2 separate regions of the Drosophila melanogaster genome follow, and region 2 is linked to region 1. Evidence: chromatin contacts called from public Hi-C data. All regions are on one chromosome and are shown on one strand. Each heading gives the region's core, a stretch centred on a gene start, on an enhancer-like site or on the middle of the called end of the contact. The rest is flanking DNA. Distances are from core to core; before and after follow the strand shown.

Evidence for each region. Hi-C and Micro-C count contacts between places; a contact is called where the count stands out from the background.
Region 2: a Hi-C map of the Kc167 cell line shows a contact between it and region 1, with 4 times the contacts expected there. The contact joins the promoter of ssp here to the promoter of viaf in region 1. A contact is called at or near these places in 22 of 107 Hi-C or Micro-C datasets (the Clone 8 cell line, the D17-c3 cell line, the Kc167 cell line and 9 more) and 3 of 6 datasets of contacts at active chromatin or transcription factors (all in the Kc167 cell line).

Annotation. Positions count from the first base shown.
Region 1 is chr3L:11,989,592-11,997,366 of dm6, forward strand. viaf (viral IAP-associated factor) reads right to left here and starts at 3,588. Exons shown (of 2, transcript NM_079308.2): 1 at 3,448-3,588; 2 at 2,262-3,278. The coding sequence starts at 3,453. The coding sequence ends at 2,562. CG6931 reads left to right here and starts at 1,145. Exons shown (of 4, transcript NM_140279.3): 1 at 1,145-1,264; 2 at 1,326-1,493; 3 at 1,551-1,819; 4 at 1,892-2,409. The coding sequence starts at 1,192. The coding sequence ends at 2,254. Grip163 reads right to left here. Exons shown (of 5, transcript NM_140280.3): 1 at 7,434-7,775; 2 at 7,219-7,372; 3 at 6,793-7,157; 4 at 4,474-6,734; 5 at 3,683-4,411. The coding sequence ends at 4,162. CG6938 reads left to right here. Exons shown (of 13, transcript NM_140278.3): 11 at 1-218; 12 at 275-365; 13 at 427-914. The coding sequence ends at 753.
Region 2 is chr3L:12,115,003-12,122,777 of dm6, forward strand. ssp (sunspot) reads left to right here and starts at 3,255. Exons shown (of 3, transcript NM_140289.3): 1 at 3,255-3,624; 2 at 3,686-3,909; 3 at 3,970-4,787. The coding sequence starts at 3,313. The coding sequence ends at 4,540. vers (versatile) reads left to right here and starts at 1,099. Exons shown (of 4, transcript NM_140288.3): 1 at 1,099-1,457; 2 at 1,762-2,168; 3 at 2,242-2,369; 4 at 2,435-3,053. The coding sequence starts at 1,230. The coding sequence ends at 2,847. It overlaps CG11560, which reads left to right and starts at 5,017. Exons shown (of 2, transcript NM_140290.3): 1 at 5,017-5,586; 2 at 5,653-6,183. The coding sequence starts at 5,080. The coding sequence ends at 6,057. yps (ypsilon schachtel) reads right to left here. Exons shown (of 3, transcript NM_001259801.2): 3 at 6,272-7,771. The coding sequence ends at 7,662.

The sequences.
Region 1 (7,775 bases), core at 2,338-4,837:
ATCACGTACACGGCCGTCGTTTCGAACGCCTTTGTGATTGCATACACAAGTGATTTTATACCACGAATGGTGTACAAGTTTGTTTATTCCGAAACCCATACATTGGCTGGCTACATTGAGCACTCGCTGTCCATCTTCAATACCTCGGATTACAAGGAGGAGTGGGGTGCATCGGTCAGCGAAAAAGATCCCGACACCTGCCAATATCGTGGCTATAGGTATGTTTCTACAACACCACTTTTAATTGTGCACCACTTCATTTGTATCCATTTAGAAATGGCCCCAAGGATTACGAACCCTATGGACTGAGTCCCCATTACTGGCATGTCTTTGCTGCCCGCTTGGCTTTTGTGGTGGTTTTCGAGGTGGGTCTTATAAATACCAGTTCTATAACGATAATGAACTCAAATAATCTTGAATTTCCAGCACGTTGTGTTTGTGATAACTGGCATCATGCAGTTCATCATTCCGGACGTTCCATCCGAGGTGAAGACCCAAATGCAGCGGGAGCAGCTGCTGGCCAAGGAGGCCAAGTACCAGCACGGCATCAAGCGTGCTCAGGGCGACAGCCAGGACATTATGAGCCTGTTCCGGGACACCAGCAACAGGGCGTCGATAGCCGGAAGCACGGTGACGACCCGAGGGAGTTGGGCACGCCGTTTCAGTCGGCTGAGCGATGGACTGGACGCCCATGTGGAGGTGGCCGCCCGTCCACGACGGTCTGTGGAATCCACGGTTTGGGAGGTTTCCTGACACGAGGAGGAGGCCGAGAGTGAGGCCCAGGATCAGAGCAAAAGATGAGGCGGCAGCAGCAGATTGTCCTCATTCAAATACCAATAACAAATACCATTCAATACCACTCGTCTCCTTTAACCAATTCATGTAATCATGTTATTTTATGTGTAATTGTCGTTAAAGCTCCACAGTTTATAGTTGTTGGTTTATCGCAAATATAAGTAATGTAAATAAATTATTTTCGATGTTGTCTGAAAATTGAATTTGATTTTTTTTTCATAAGCTTTGCTCACTTATTTACCTAACTTTGAAGTCGATGGCATCAACAATCCGCACCGTTGCCACAACAACCAATTCGATGTGACTTTGTTTATACCGTGACAGCTAGTCTATACATGTGGAAAACAGTCTGACGTATAAATTTAACAGAATTTATTCTGAGGCATAAATTATTTGATGATGAACAAGAAGCTCTCGCCAGAGGATGCATTTTATGAAAATTTGACCCTCGGTCTGATAAGGACGCTATGTGAGTATGAAACCAACAAAAGATTGAAGTCCTGTAAGAGTGGATCCTCTCAAACATGCAGCCAATGTGCCAAGGGTATGTAATGTGACGTTGGAGCGACGACAACCTCTGAATGCCTGCCAGTTGGTGAATTGGGAGCAGAGGCACTGCGTCTACCTCCCGGAAGATATGAAGAAGTTCTACCTATCTTCTGATGGCTTTATCTTAAACTGGAGCTACCAATATGCTCGTGAGTGGGGTCGTCTCCGTAGTTTTCTGGTTCCTTTATATATCGCTTTGATTCCAGCCAACGATATTAGGCGCGTGGGTCACATTCACTTTCCGCACTTGCTGCAAGTGACCCTTTTGCGGGAGAACATAGAAACCACATCGAGCCACTCCAGCAATTCGACGGCTGTGCCCAATAGCAACTCGGATGTTGTGGGAGCAGCCGGGAGCTCTCAATCCCTTCCAGCACCTATTGCCACCGGAAAAGACAAGTGGGGCAATGCCACGCCTATTATAACGGCCAAATCGAAAATATTTGAGATCAACAACGTAAACGAGGTGGCCAAGGTGTGTACTTAATCGAAGTAGTTCAGACGCAAGAGAAGGCTGATGATTAATTCCAAAATACTCCTCTGATAGGTGTGTATGCTGTACGAATCTACCAGTTCCAACAATCCCAAGTTCTATCTGCTAGAGCTGAGCACCCTGAGCTGGCAGTTTTTGGCGGACACCTTTAGTGAATACCTTCGGATGGCCATCGCGCACTTGGGACTGCCGTACTGGGAGCTGTGCTTCTCCACCTGTGGCCTGCCCTCTTGGACAGAGCAGCTGTTTCTTTTGCTAGCACCTCATCTTCTCGAGGAGCACGAGCCACGACGTGGACGAGTACTGAATCCCGCTTGCGAGCATCCGTACAATATCATTGATCCGAACATTTTTCGGGGTAAACCAAAAAGCGTGGCAAAAGCAACGGCTACCAGCACCAAACAAAATCATAAATAGTGACTTTCTGTAGAAAAGTAAACAATTTATTTATGAGGGTACATAAATGCCAAAAAACAATGAAATGAAAACGTGCAAGGGAAATTCCTGAGGACTGGTTAATATATAAATCAATAACGTTCGCTCTCAACGGCGGATGTTTACGTTTCAAACTGCGTTTAAATGTTTGATTTGTTAGTTAAGTGAATCCGCAAAAAAAGATCCGCTTGCCGGTTTTGGATTGGGCTTTACTTGATGATTCATCCTAAAAATATTTACCCACCCCACTGAACTTAAAGTTGGATGAGGGCTATGCTTTGGCTATGACTCAGTAGAAGTCCGAGCTTTTGTCTTCGAGATCGGCAAGCATCTTGTCCCTGATCTGCGGCCGTGGATCCTCCGTGATCTCGGTGGGCACTGCTCCCGCCTGACCCAGCATAAACTCCAGCTCCTCAGCGGTCAACTTGTCGCCGCGCAGCTCCAGTGGGCCTATGTACTGCTTGCGCAGCGCACCCTCGTGGTAGATAAAGATGGTGGGCAGGTTCTTCTCGGGGAAGTTTGGTATGCAGGTGGTGGCAACGGAGCGCACGAACTTGGTCTGTGGAAAGCGGACGGCCAGCTGCTGCATGTGATGGTGGATCAGTGCGCACAGCGGTACGCCGTTGGCATACAGGTGGAGTACCACCCAGATGCCCTCGCCGGCCTTGGTTACCTCGTTGACATAATCCTGTCCTGAGATCTCGCGCACTGATCCAAATCGCGCCTTTTCAGCGGTGGCCCTCATCTCGGCGATGCGTCGCTGGCGATACTGCTCTAGAACAGCCTCGTCCTCGGAATCCTCCAGTTCGTCGAGTTCGTCCAGCGACATGTCGTCGATCTTCTTGTCGCGCTGGCCTTCATTCAGTGGCAGATCTGTGCGCCGCTGGATGGCATCGTCCATCAGCTTCTGGATCTGATCCTCTGTGATCTCCGCCTCCTTCGCCTTGGGCCCAATTATTCCCTTGGCTCGGAGCACATCATTCCACTCGGTATCTTCGTTTGGGTCCTATGGACAACAAGGCCACGTGAGTTTCATTTCATTCATGATTTTCAATACCAAATATGGGGTTTATTTTTGGATGCACCAAAACACACCCACCATTACCATTTATCGAAATGGAAAAACCTTATTGTTCGGATAATAAATATAATTTGCTTATAACAGTCCATCTTACCTGCATGTTTTTTGATTATAGTTCGATGAAATAAATTACTTAAAAATATAAAATTCTTGATCGCGTGCAGCGCTTTTATAAACTAAAAATAAAACTGAATTATTCTACACGAAGTGACTCATGACCAGGGATGGAGCGAATACCGATACATCGTACGCGCACAGTCACTTAGAGATGATAGGGAAGCGATACCTTACATACGTTTGAATTAAATATTAAATATTAAATATTAAATATGGTAAGACATACATAAATAAGCACATTTATTTATAAATTCGAATCAACAGTTTCAAGAAATCATGTCGACATTGGTTTCATTACAATATTTAATACGTACATTCTACTTTAGAGACAATTGTCTCTTTTAAAAGTTTTTCTTAAATATTAAACAGAAATCTATTAATGATATGGATAAATATTCAAAACAGTTTTTTCGGCATTTAATACGAGTTCAATTAAAACACTATTAGATGTTACTAATTAAATTATTTTCTTTTAATTTGAGCCGGTTATTTGAAAATTAATATTAACTTACAACACAACAAAACTGTTAACCGAAACTAAAGAAATAGTACTAAGAAATAAATGCCTTTAAAGCTGATTTTCTTCACCGAAGCTTTACATTTAGGAGACGCCATGCATGCATAAATATTTTTTAAAATGTTCTAAGCTCAGCTTAATGGCAAGATAAATTCCCTATCTAACAATTATTGGCTAGCACTTTTTGTCCTCCATTGAGGAACCAGTATGGTTCCCAGATACCTTGTAATAGTGGTTAAAGTTAATAATACAAATCAGGTCACCGATTTCCTCCTGGTAACCAGAAGCGGCCGCCTTGTTGCCCAAATAGATGAGATACTGCAAGAATTTCTCGAACTCAGCCTCTTCCTGCTGCAGACGTTTGAAGCGGGGGTGCACAAAGTAATTATCTTGATCCACAATAAAGGACTGCGACTGAATGACTCTGAAAAACATTTAAATTAAAGAATAAAATGAATCAGCAGACTATTTAAGACGTAAACTCACTTGCAAAAGCGTAGTATAATCACTAGGATATTATCAATGGTTTCCTTTACTTTCGCACTGCGTCGATTTAGCAGTGCTAGGAAGGCTACCCGCTTTAAGTAGGCAACATGCTGCTTGTACAACGCCTCAATGGAATCGGCTGTGCACAACTCCTCCTTGAAGCTCTTCCAGGTGGACAACAGGGCCTTGGCCACCAGATGCGTTTGAAACGAGGTCATGAAGTGCGACATCTTGTGGCGCATCATCTGCATGTGTCGGAAATGAGTACATGTCCGAAGTTCCGGTCCCAGAAGCTTGCCCATTTGCTGCAGATACTCGTAGGTTCCATCCAGCACGAAACTAACGTGACGAAGCTTCAGCAGATACCCGAAGATCTGGCCATATTTTGAAATCGTCTCCGAGCTGATCACCATGTTTAAAGGCCAATCAATCTTGCAGTTCAGCTTTAGCATAGAAGTGGCTTCCACGGACAGGAAGTTGAGCGTATCCGGGATGGTGGTACAATTGAGGGTAAGGTTCTCCGATACCGTCGTTTCATCCGCCGAACAAGCCGCCAGCGCATTGGTTAAAATGGTGTCAAGGATGCCCTTCTGGCTGAGACTTCGTGGCCCAACGCCCGCCCTTATTCTTCCTAGAATTTCGTTCGTGAGTGTAGCTCCAAATTGACCGTCCACCAGGAAAAAGTAGTTTCTGAGCTTGCGGAAATGCTCGTAGATACGCTGCTCCTGGAATATTCTCAGCACTTCATTTCGGAGCAGTCCGTAGTATGCGTTAAGGGGCGCCATTACGGAGAGCTGCAGGCAGCGGCGGGCCATAAACGGATTGCAAGCCTCGGGCAAAGTGCTAACTTTATCTCTGTCCTGTTCCGTCTCCCTTTCATCTTTCATTCCAAAATCCAGTTTCGGCAATAAGCTAGTTGGTTTAGCAATTGCAAGAACGGGCTTTGGCAACTCCGGAGACAAACTTTCAATGCTCCCACTAACATTGTTATTATTAGCAGTGTCAGCTATTTCTGGTAGTTCCCGTGGCGACGGATCACCGAAATCCACATCGGAAGTGGTGGACATTGGAGTTAGCACCGCCAGGGGAATTTCGACGTGAAGCTTGTCGATTTCGAGAGGCAAACAGGGCGTGGCCTTTGTTTCTATATCCGTGTTCTTATAACCTAGACCGAACTCGGTCTCCATAACCCGAAGTCGATTTCTGCCACGTTCAGTATTTGAGTTCAATAGGGAACGCAATCGATGGGTGTGCTCATCTTCGGTAGAGTTAAAACTGAAGAAGCCGTCATGATGCTCGTTGCGCTTGCGGTTTCGCTGTAGTTCGGTCAGCTCTTTCGTGTCCGGGCAATTGAGATTAGCATTAATATCTTGAGGAATTTCTGCGTGCAATCCTGAACTCGTGCTGGCAGCGGTTTTAAGTAAGTCGGACTCTTGTAGATGTACCGTGGCATGACACTGTTGAAACTGGTCGGAGGAGAGACCATGCTGGCGGTTTCGATTGAACTCTGCTTGGGTTGTTGGATGCTCGTTAGAATTTATCACGTCCGAGTGACTCCGTTGATACTGAAACACATTGGGAAGTGAACACTCTTTGCCACGTGGTTGGTCCACATCTACATCCGCTTGATATTCAGCTTCGGGCTGTTCCAATGGAACATTTAAAGTCTTATCCAACTGTTTTGTTGCCTCATCCTCTGAATTTTCTGTATTTGCATCATCTTTATCAGAAGATGATTCTGCTAGACAATCTGGTTCCTCAATGCAGGATGCAAAACTGAGATCGCTGACTGTGCTTCGGTCAGGACTGGACGACAGGACAGCTGCTAGCTGCACCACTTTCTTTTGCAGCTCTTGCTTTTCCCGCTCCAGGAGCTTATCCTCCATCCGTTCGCATTCCCGCTGAAATGCAAGTTCATTAACAATGTCCTGACGCCGCTTCTCTAAGTGATTTTGCTGGATACGTTCCTGCTCTGCGTTTAACTGATCGTTCTGGAGTTTTTTCTGGGCATTCGCTTTTATTTGGAGTTCACGCTGCTTCTGCGCCCACGCGTCCAGATGGGCCTGCGTTCGCTTCACCATTAGATTGGCAAATACACGCTTTGTCGCCATGCGGTCCTCGAAAATGCTTTGCATGCTGCACCATCCGAAACGTTTATAGATGATGGCATACTTATCGGCCAGGTTGCGGCGCATATTTTTGAGTTGTTGCTCCGTTAGGCAAACCACAATATCCGGGTACTGCACGTCAAAAACGGGGTGCTAAAAAAAGAATAAATCATTATATATGGATTCTAGTTTTGAATAATCTTCTGCATACCTGAGCGTTATATGCCCTTAGCACCAGGTTGTATTTGCCACATTGAAGAATTTCCTCTTCGCAACCGACTAAAAATTCAGGAATCGCCTCGTTGTCCACTTGATAGCTTTTGTCAAAGAACTCTTTGCTGCACTGGTTTGTAAAAGACGGTGAAGTGTTCAGACAGCGGCTGATGAAAATCTCGTTGACCGACTCGTCTAGTTCACCATGGTAGATCCATCTCTGTAGCTGAATAAAATAATTACGGGATATGCAGCGCAAGAAATAGATGAGCAGGTGCAGGAAGTCTTTGTTTCCGCAGGTGTCGATGGCCAGCCAGATGGAGCTCAACAGGAAGGAGCCAGTTATCCCAGTGTTCAGGTTTACTGCATTAATGTATATAAAAGAGATTAATTCTGAAATAATTTCGCGTCGCGGCATTCTTACATCTTGGTTCATTTTCGAACATCCTATCTAGTTGGCAGAGTAACTGAATCGCTGTGGAGGTGTTGTTTAGCAGCTGGAAAAGGCTATCGGCTTGCAAAGAGAGCAAAAACTGCCGAGTGGTGCTTAGATAGTCCATAATCGTCTCTCGCATGGCCTATAAGAAAGCATGGGATTGTTGAATATATCACTACTGGAAATAAGGTATTCAATCTCACTCGATTTAGAGGCCTTTCCAGCCGCATTTCGGCGATATTGTTCCATTTGGTGCGGGAACTCAAACGCAGGAAGGCGCAGCCGGCACGAATGAAGTGATTTGCAAAATCCGCCAGCACCTCCGGCAGCATAGTTGGCAAAGTTGTGTTGGGCCTCACTCGCAACTCCAACTTATCTGCCGACGAGATGGGAAACGTTAAAGATTCAATACCACACGCTGCTTTCTTTAGGTGATCGATTAGGGTTGCTTCATCTAGGTAGTTGAGAACCAGGTTCTTGTTCCGGAGGATCTTAAGTTCGTTGGTCAACAATTTATCCGAAACGAAGTGCTTCTCCGGTCCAGG
Region 2 (7,775 bases), core at 2,005-4,504, 130 kb after region 1:
CCATCTAACAGCTGCTGCTGCTGCGGCACGAGCCAAAAGTCATTAAAAAATAAAAAGACTTCTCGATGGCAGAGAGCAGCTTTTTCGATTAAGTGACAGGTTAAATGCTAAACCATAAGTTTTGGCCACAAGCAGCTGGCAATCACCGAGCACGAGCCACAAACTTTTGCAGCCGGCCGAAATGCAGGAGCCAGGAGACTACACTGAGAATTACAAATTAAATGGAGCAGTTTTCAATGTATTAATCTGTGAAACAATGTCTGAATTTTTTCCCAAATGAATTGTATTGTTTTAAAGAATGTAACATATTAATATATGGACAGACTGATATTGTAACCCTATTGTTGGCCGGATTTGTTCACTTTTTCTCCATGTGAGAACGGCAAGAGTCGGAAGACAAGAGAATCATTCGAAACCGGTTGCAAGTCTCCCACAGGCACCTTCTGTCTGATGCGACGACGTGCGTCGGTCCAACTATAACCATTAGTCGCAATCTTTGGGCAATTGTCGCTGATTGCCGTCGTCCGTTGTGCCTTGTGCTTTTTCCAGATACAGATGCAGATGCAGATGCTGTTCGCAGATGCAGATACATTTGCTGCGGCAAATGCCTGCTGACCCATCTTGATTAGCTAAAAGTGCGTGCGAAATCCACATAGAATGACATCTGTGGTAATTGTCCTTACATCAATTCATTTCAATTAAATGATCTTTATTGTATTAGGAGGCAGTGCCTAACAAATATAAATGCTAAAGCAAATGAAATGCACTTCATTTGAATTGGTAAAGTAAATAAAATAATTGATGCAAGAAAATATGTATTGAAGAGAGATATTTTTGTTGGAACACTTAGTTTTATTATTGAGCTATAAGCCAAACAAGAGGACTTTGATACATTTAACTTAAATCGCGTTTGATTTACTGATAACGTTTACTTTAACAATATCCAAATTACGAACATTTGAAGTCTTAACTAATAAAAACTTTTAAATTGCCCGCCATTTTAACCAGGGCTGCGTATTAATGTTAAATTATCGATAAGCCAAACCAATAAACAGTGTTCAAAAACTTCACTAACTGCAACAATCGATATTACTGCACATCTATCGACTCTTGTTGCATCTCTAGGACAACAGGAACAGGAATTACAAAAGATATTTTTCCACCAATTATCAAAATAAAAACACAACAATTCACGCTATCTAGCGCTGGACACAAAAGACCGCAACGTAATGCCGTCCAGAAATATTGACGATGCCGCCGGCGCCAAGGAGGTTCACCGAAGTACAAGGAATTCACTGATCGGCCCGAAGAGCAAGCGAATCGCCCTAAACAGTCGCAATCGCAGTCTTGCTGCCGCCGAAAAGAAAACTCAGTCGCAGCTGTCATTCCCGCCAAAATCGGAGTACGAGAAGTTCTACGAGACCGTCTTCCTGGCGGAGGATTTGCAGCCGGAGGAAGTGAGTCCATCGCCCCACATGGGTTGTTGGGGTACTTACCCGGTTTTACCGAGTACAGCCACACACCAAATATCTTGTTTACCTATCCCACATGGGTGGCAATAGACCTGTTTACCTTTTCATAATGTGTTTTGGCACTACAAAGCGAGATTCGTTAAAACATGTGATAGGATATCAAATTTGACCTAATTTCTGTATGAAAGTCCACTTCAGTTACATAGTCCAACATGGACCACTAGCGAACATACTAAAATTCTAATTAATCACTCAGTAACCATGCTTCTAAACCAACTAACTCTTCTAGAATATAACACCAGAACGTCGTAAGCCAGGACCGCGCATGAAGAGCTCACTCCAAGCCCTGTTGAGCGATGAAGGATCACCGACGGGACCACAGCGAACCGCCAAGATAAACGTTGCACAGAAAATGGTCGTTGAGCCAGCGATCCGAGCCAATGGCATCTCGCCATTGCCCAAGAATGTTGGCAAGGAGGAAAAGTTTGAGGACTACTATACGAAAACGGAGCGACACGTTTGGAAAAAGGATGCGGAGAAGATGTTGCTGCAACTGTGGGCACAGCATTTGAAGGATTTTCGTGGAGAGTCCAAGAATGTGATCATCTACCGGCAAATGGCTAGGGAGATGAGTCAGTTTGGGCCCAGCCACACGGAGCTTAAAACCAAAATGGACAATTTGTCGCGAAAGTATAGGTGCGCTCTTATATTTTGCATACCAAAAGTTTTTATTTTTATAGTATATTAACTTTTATATTGGTATTTACAGAATAGAAGCTGAGAGAGTTCGGGAAACTGGAGTGCCATCCAAGTGGGAGCACTTTCATAAGCTTCAAGCACTTCTGATTGGCACGAAATCAGTTGATGTCTTCGAAGATATTACCGCCGAAAATCCAGGTAAAGTCGTAGTGCAATAAATGCTAGTTATGTCATTATGTCTTAAAAATACGCTAATTTTACAGCTCAAGCTTTGTTCAGCGATGAGGATTATGAGCCTGAGGAATTGTCTTCATTAAAAGACGAGCCTATGGCCGGGGACGATGGGAACGTATTCGAAAGTGATATGGTTGCTAGCAAAGCCATGAAAAGAACGCGAACTCCCTCTCCCAGTATTCCGGAAATCCCGGAAGAAGACGAGGAGGAGGAGGAGGAGGAGGAGGATGATGACCACATGAAGGATCTCTCCCCATCGCCAATTTCAAAATGTCAGACAAAACGGAAAGCATCGAACAACCATTCGGACAGACTCCTTGAAATAGAGGAGGAAAAACTGGCGATCGAGCGAGAAAAGCTGCAGGTTATGAAGGATGCACTGCTGGAGCTAAACGCATTTCACAAAGATATTGTTTATTTGCTTAAGCATAACAATCAGTAGTGTAAATATTAAGTGTTATACGTAGAAGTAGCGTGGTGTTACTTTTTCAGCAAAATATACAACTAAAACAGTGAATATTTAATGTAATATTGCTTCAACTTCAAATTAATCTAAATATATATATATATATTGTAAAAAGCTAGATTTTGCATTGTTATGATCTTACAAATTAGTTTCTTAAGTAAAAATAAATGCAATGAAATTATATTTTACTTTTTTTAGCAAAACTTTAATTACTTACTTTACTTTAATATTATAAATTTGTTTTAAATCGTATTTGTTACATTTAGTTTCTCAATTCGTAAAATGTTTTTTTATTTGTATTTTAGATATAATTTAAATCGATATCATAGAACTATCGATAGATATATGAAGCCAATACCGACCATTTCTAGAAAAATCGATATCGAGCTGCTGCCCATCTCTAGGCACATTTTGTTTATACTTTTCGAGCGTAAGGACGACATGATTGAGGCCCGCACGATGCAGGACGTATCAAAATTCGAATCCAACCAGGTGATCTCGGCGAAGGTGCTCCGCGGCGAGTACCGGCTACTACGACGCAAGCAGCGCGGCTCCGTGTGGAAGGTGTATCGGGAAATCGTGCGCACCGATGGTGCCATAATCAATGGACTCTACTTCTGCACGGGCTGCAAGCGCGTCATGCGATCCTTCAACACGTCCAATCTGCGCACCCACAAGTGCCATGTGGACTACCTGCGTACCGAGGAACTGTGCGAGGAGGGGATCGCGGAAATCCATCCCCCTAAACTAGACGTACGTACAACGACGCCATTAGAAGTCAATAGTAGTCCAAATTACCATGTCTCACTTGCAGGATTCGTTGGAGCGCCGCCTGAGCTGGAACTCCTTTCAGCCGTCCGAGTGGTCATTCCACGCGGTCGAACTGCTGCTCGAGCTTTGGGCAAGGCACTGCGTCGATTTGCGAGACTCACGCAAGCGGGTCCAGGTTATCTGGAAAATGACGGGCGAGATGAAGTCACTGGGTTTCACGTTCACGGAGATAAAGAACAAAATTGATGACATGGGCCAACAGTATCGGTAATAAGTGAATATACTTATTTAAGCATATTCCTTATCTAATATTACAATTTATTTCAGGCGAGAATCGCACATGGAAAAGACAACTGGACACAAATCCCAGTGGGAATACTTCGAGACCATGAAGATGATATTTAGTTCCGATCGTAACATAATTGACAATATGCCTCTGGATAAGTCTGGAAGTGCACCCAATACGACCAGCGAACACAATTCATTTGGCAGTCAACTTGACGAACCATTGATAGATAGGAACTACTTAAGGTCCCAAAAAGTACACCCTGGAGAAGGGGATAGCTTCGATATGAACGAATATGCGGATGAAGCACAAGAAGACGTGGATGAACTGCGTATTCTGAAGGATAACATAATCAGGGAAATCGAAGAGTCGTCCACAGTTCATTCCCAGGAAAACTATGAAGACGAGCTCGATCAACAGAATTCCAAGACCGAGGACATGAAAATTGCTAAGCGTCAAAGAGCTGCCAGAATTATGGAAATAGAGGAGGAAAAGCTGGTCATAGAGAGGAAAAAATGCAAACTGATGAAATTTTTCGTGCGAGAGATGTCGTCGTTTCATAAGGACTTCATGGATCTTCTATCTAATCCCAAAGGCGGCGCACATGCATAAATACCTGTTCGCGATTTGAGTGATTGCACAATAAAGTTCATTTCCACCGTTATTAACGTAAACTTAAAAGGCATCACATTCAACGAATTTTTAAAAAAATCATGTAACAGAAAGTTTAAATATCTCATTTCGGCAGTCACTCAATTTTTTATTTCAAATACGAATAAGTATAAAATGATTTGTGATTCATTGCGTTTTATTACAATTCAGCAGATATGTTTAAGATTTAATAAAATGAAGTCGTAATATCTTCGCCGTTTATATAATTTATTTATATATAAACCATGTATATCTGAAATTTGAAACGAAAAGTAGTGAAATAACTATTAATTTGATTGGTTTTAGAATATTTGTTGTAGATGACATTATATGTATTTTATTTTTTTAATTGTGTGGTTAATATTTTTTCTTTTCCTATTAAATTAAATTCGATACATGGTATTACATAGAATGTCGATATCGATTGTAATCGAACATCGCAACCAACTCACCGGTGATGCCACCTGGTTCGGAGCTCTGTGTTTTTAATTTTTTTTACTATGACCATAAGGATTGCGAGGCGAAATATGTTTTTCATACACGCCCCCGAGGAGGAGAAGTGCATGGAGGCGCAGCTGGACATCCTTATGAAGATCAACTCCGGTGAATATCGGCTGGTGAAGAAGAACAAGCGCAGTTCCGTTTGGAACGTCTACCGGGAAATCGCTCGTCCGGACGGCACCAAGTTGAAATGGCGATACTTCTGCATGGGCTGCAAGCGTGTGATGCAGAGCACCGGCGGCACCACCTCCAATCTGCGCATCCACAAGTGCCACGTACGGTATATCAAGCAGAACGGCCATCTCACCGACGGCAGTCACTCCTACGACCATGATCCCGCGCCACCAGCTAGCCAACCGTCGCCGCGCGTCCAGAAACCGAAGACCAGGCGGCCGACATCCTATTCTACGCAGTGTGAGCAGTTCTATGAGGTCACCATGGATCCGGAGACCCAGTACAGCGATCTGGATGATGAGATTGAGGCTTCTTTGGAGGAGGAGCAGACTGTAAGTACTGCACTTTTATACCCATACAAGTCAAGCTGAAACTACATAATTTAGATTATCCTGCAGCTGAAATCAAAACGTGAATTGGAATCCTCCCACTCCAGACCCCTGCTGAAGCTCTTCTCCGAGGAGAACTTGTCGACTGAACCAGAGGAGCCGGAAGACGAGATTGAGATTGTGGAGGCGGAAGATCAGGTGCCCATCGAGCTGGACCTATGTGACATCCAACATACTACATCCGATGCTGGCGGTGAGGCAATCGAACCCAAGCCAACGGAAAGTGTCGCCCAGTTCGATGCCAATGCCATTTCCGAAGCGGAATCCTATGCCAAAGCCTGGGCTCACGCCTTCCTGCGGCTGAACGAGGACCAAAAGTTCTACGCCAAGCGCTCCATAGATGAACTACTGGTCTTGGGTCGTCTGGAGCGACTGAGCATTTCCACGGTCACATCCTTGACCACAAACCTGTAGCACCTCACCATGCCAATACCGCATATGTAAATTAGCTTAAGAATTTATTTATATTGCAGACTCAATGATTTGCTCACTTAACGTAGATCCCCAATAAATAAATAATAAAAATTAGAATAAATATATAAAATAATATATTCGATAGCGATTTAAGTAAACATTTATAAACTACACTTTAGTTTAGAATTTACACAAATAAACAATACCAAAAAGTGTTTTTCAATTTTTTTATTTTTTCCAATACGTTTTTAAAGTTTTTTTTTTTACTTTCCTTTGTTGCCATCTTGCGTTTGTTGTATATTTTTGCATCTTTTACAGTTTTTTTTTGTATGTTTGTTTGCTGTGATTTACATGATTTCGTTCTTCTGTTTGTTTGCTCTGCTTTGCTTTCATTTCTTTTCGCCCGATGGCTATGGTTCTCGATTTCGGATGATGCATAAATGGGACAAAGTGGTGGTGTGGTTATTGGTATAGGTTTACGTTTTTAATGATCTTTAAATCGAGTAACTTAGAGTTATGGGTTTGCTTAACGCACAACGGGTAACAATGCTTTCAAGAATAAATAAATAAAAAATGGTAATAATCATTAAAGTAAATTGTATACCGGCGCCATCTAAATTGCAGTGTAATTGAAATTTATTTATGTTTTCGTGTTTGGTTTGTTGGTTCATACAATAAAAATTCCACAATTATGCAATTTTTTGACGACGGCCAGGCTTGATGGAAATTTTATACAATTTTTTGTTTGTTTTTGAATTTGATTGAAATTTTGAGGATGTTAGTTTTGTTGTGGTATGAGTTGTACAATTGATTCTCTGCCCTACGAAACTAAACAAAAAGCAAACAAACCGAAAAAACGCGGCGGCTCATTTAGCAAAATTTGCTGCAACATTTGCTGATCTTATTGCACCATGATGTTGCATTGGTCGCTGATGTTGAGGATGGGCTGCTGCTGCTGTTTTTCTGCGATTGTAGTTATATACTGCGGCTACTGCTGACGATGTTTTTGTTTGTCGGTTGACGATTTAGATCCTTTCGGATCCTTTTCTATGCAGTGCTCTCTGTGGTTGTATTTTGCAGCTCTTGAGCGCCGTTCTAGGAATTTGAACATGGGAAAACATGGCGAGGGGGGTAGAAATCATTAACGTAAGTACAACTTCAAAAATAAATCGAAGGGATGAAAGCAAAATGCTGGTTTCGGTTGTAAATTAAGTGTGTGTGTGTTGCTTGTTAGCCAATTAGTCACAGGTTAGGTAACTAAAAACTAAATGTATTAGAATGTTATGTTAGACCCAAAGCCTCCAAGTTAAGTGTAAAGTGTTAAATGTTAGGGTGGTTTCTCCGCTTTATCGCTGTTTCTCTGCTTTTGGTGTCGGTGCGTGTGGCTGCTCTGGTTGTTAGTGGTTATTTACGAATGCATCTACACAATGCACTTTAGTTAGTTGTTTAGTTTTTAAGACGCCTTCACCATGTTATTATTGTAGACCTTGTTGTTATGCTTGCGACTGACTGTTGCTGATGTTTACTAATTTAGATGTTGTTATCGTAGGTTTGTTTCGGCGAAGATGTTTCAGTTGTTTCTGCTGTTGTGATGATGCTGGTGATTAGTTCATTACCTTCTCTGGCTGCTGCTCCGAACCACCGCCAGGGCCATTTGGTTTCCTCTGGCGACGTGGACGTGGCTGTTGTGGGCGTGGCGGTCCCTGGCCTTGAACTGC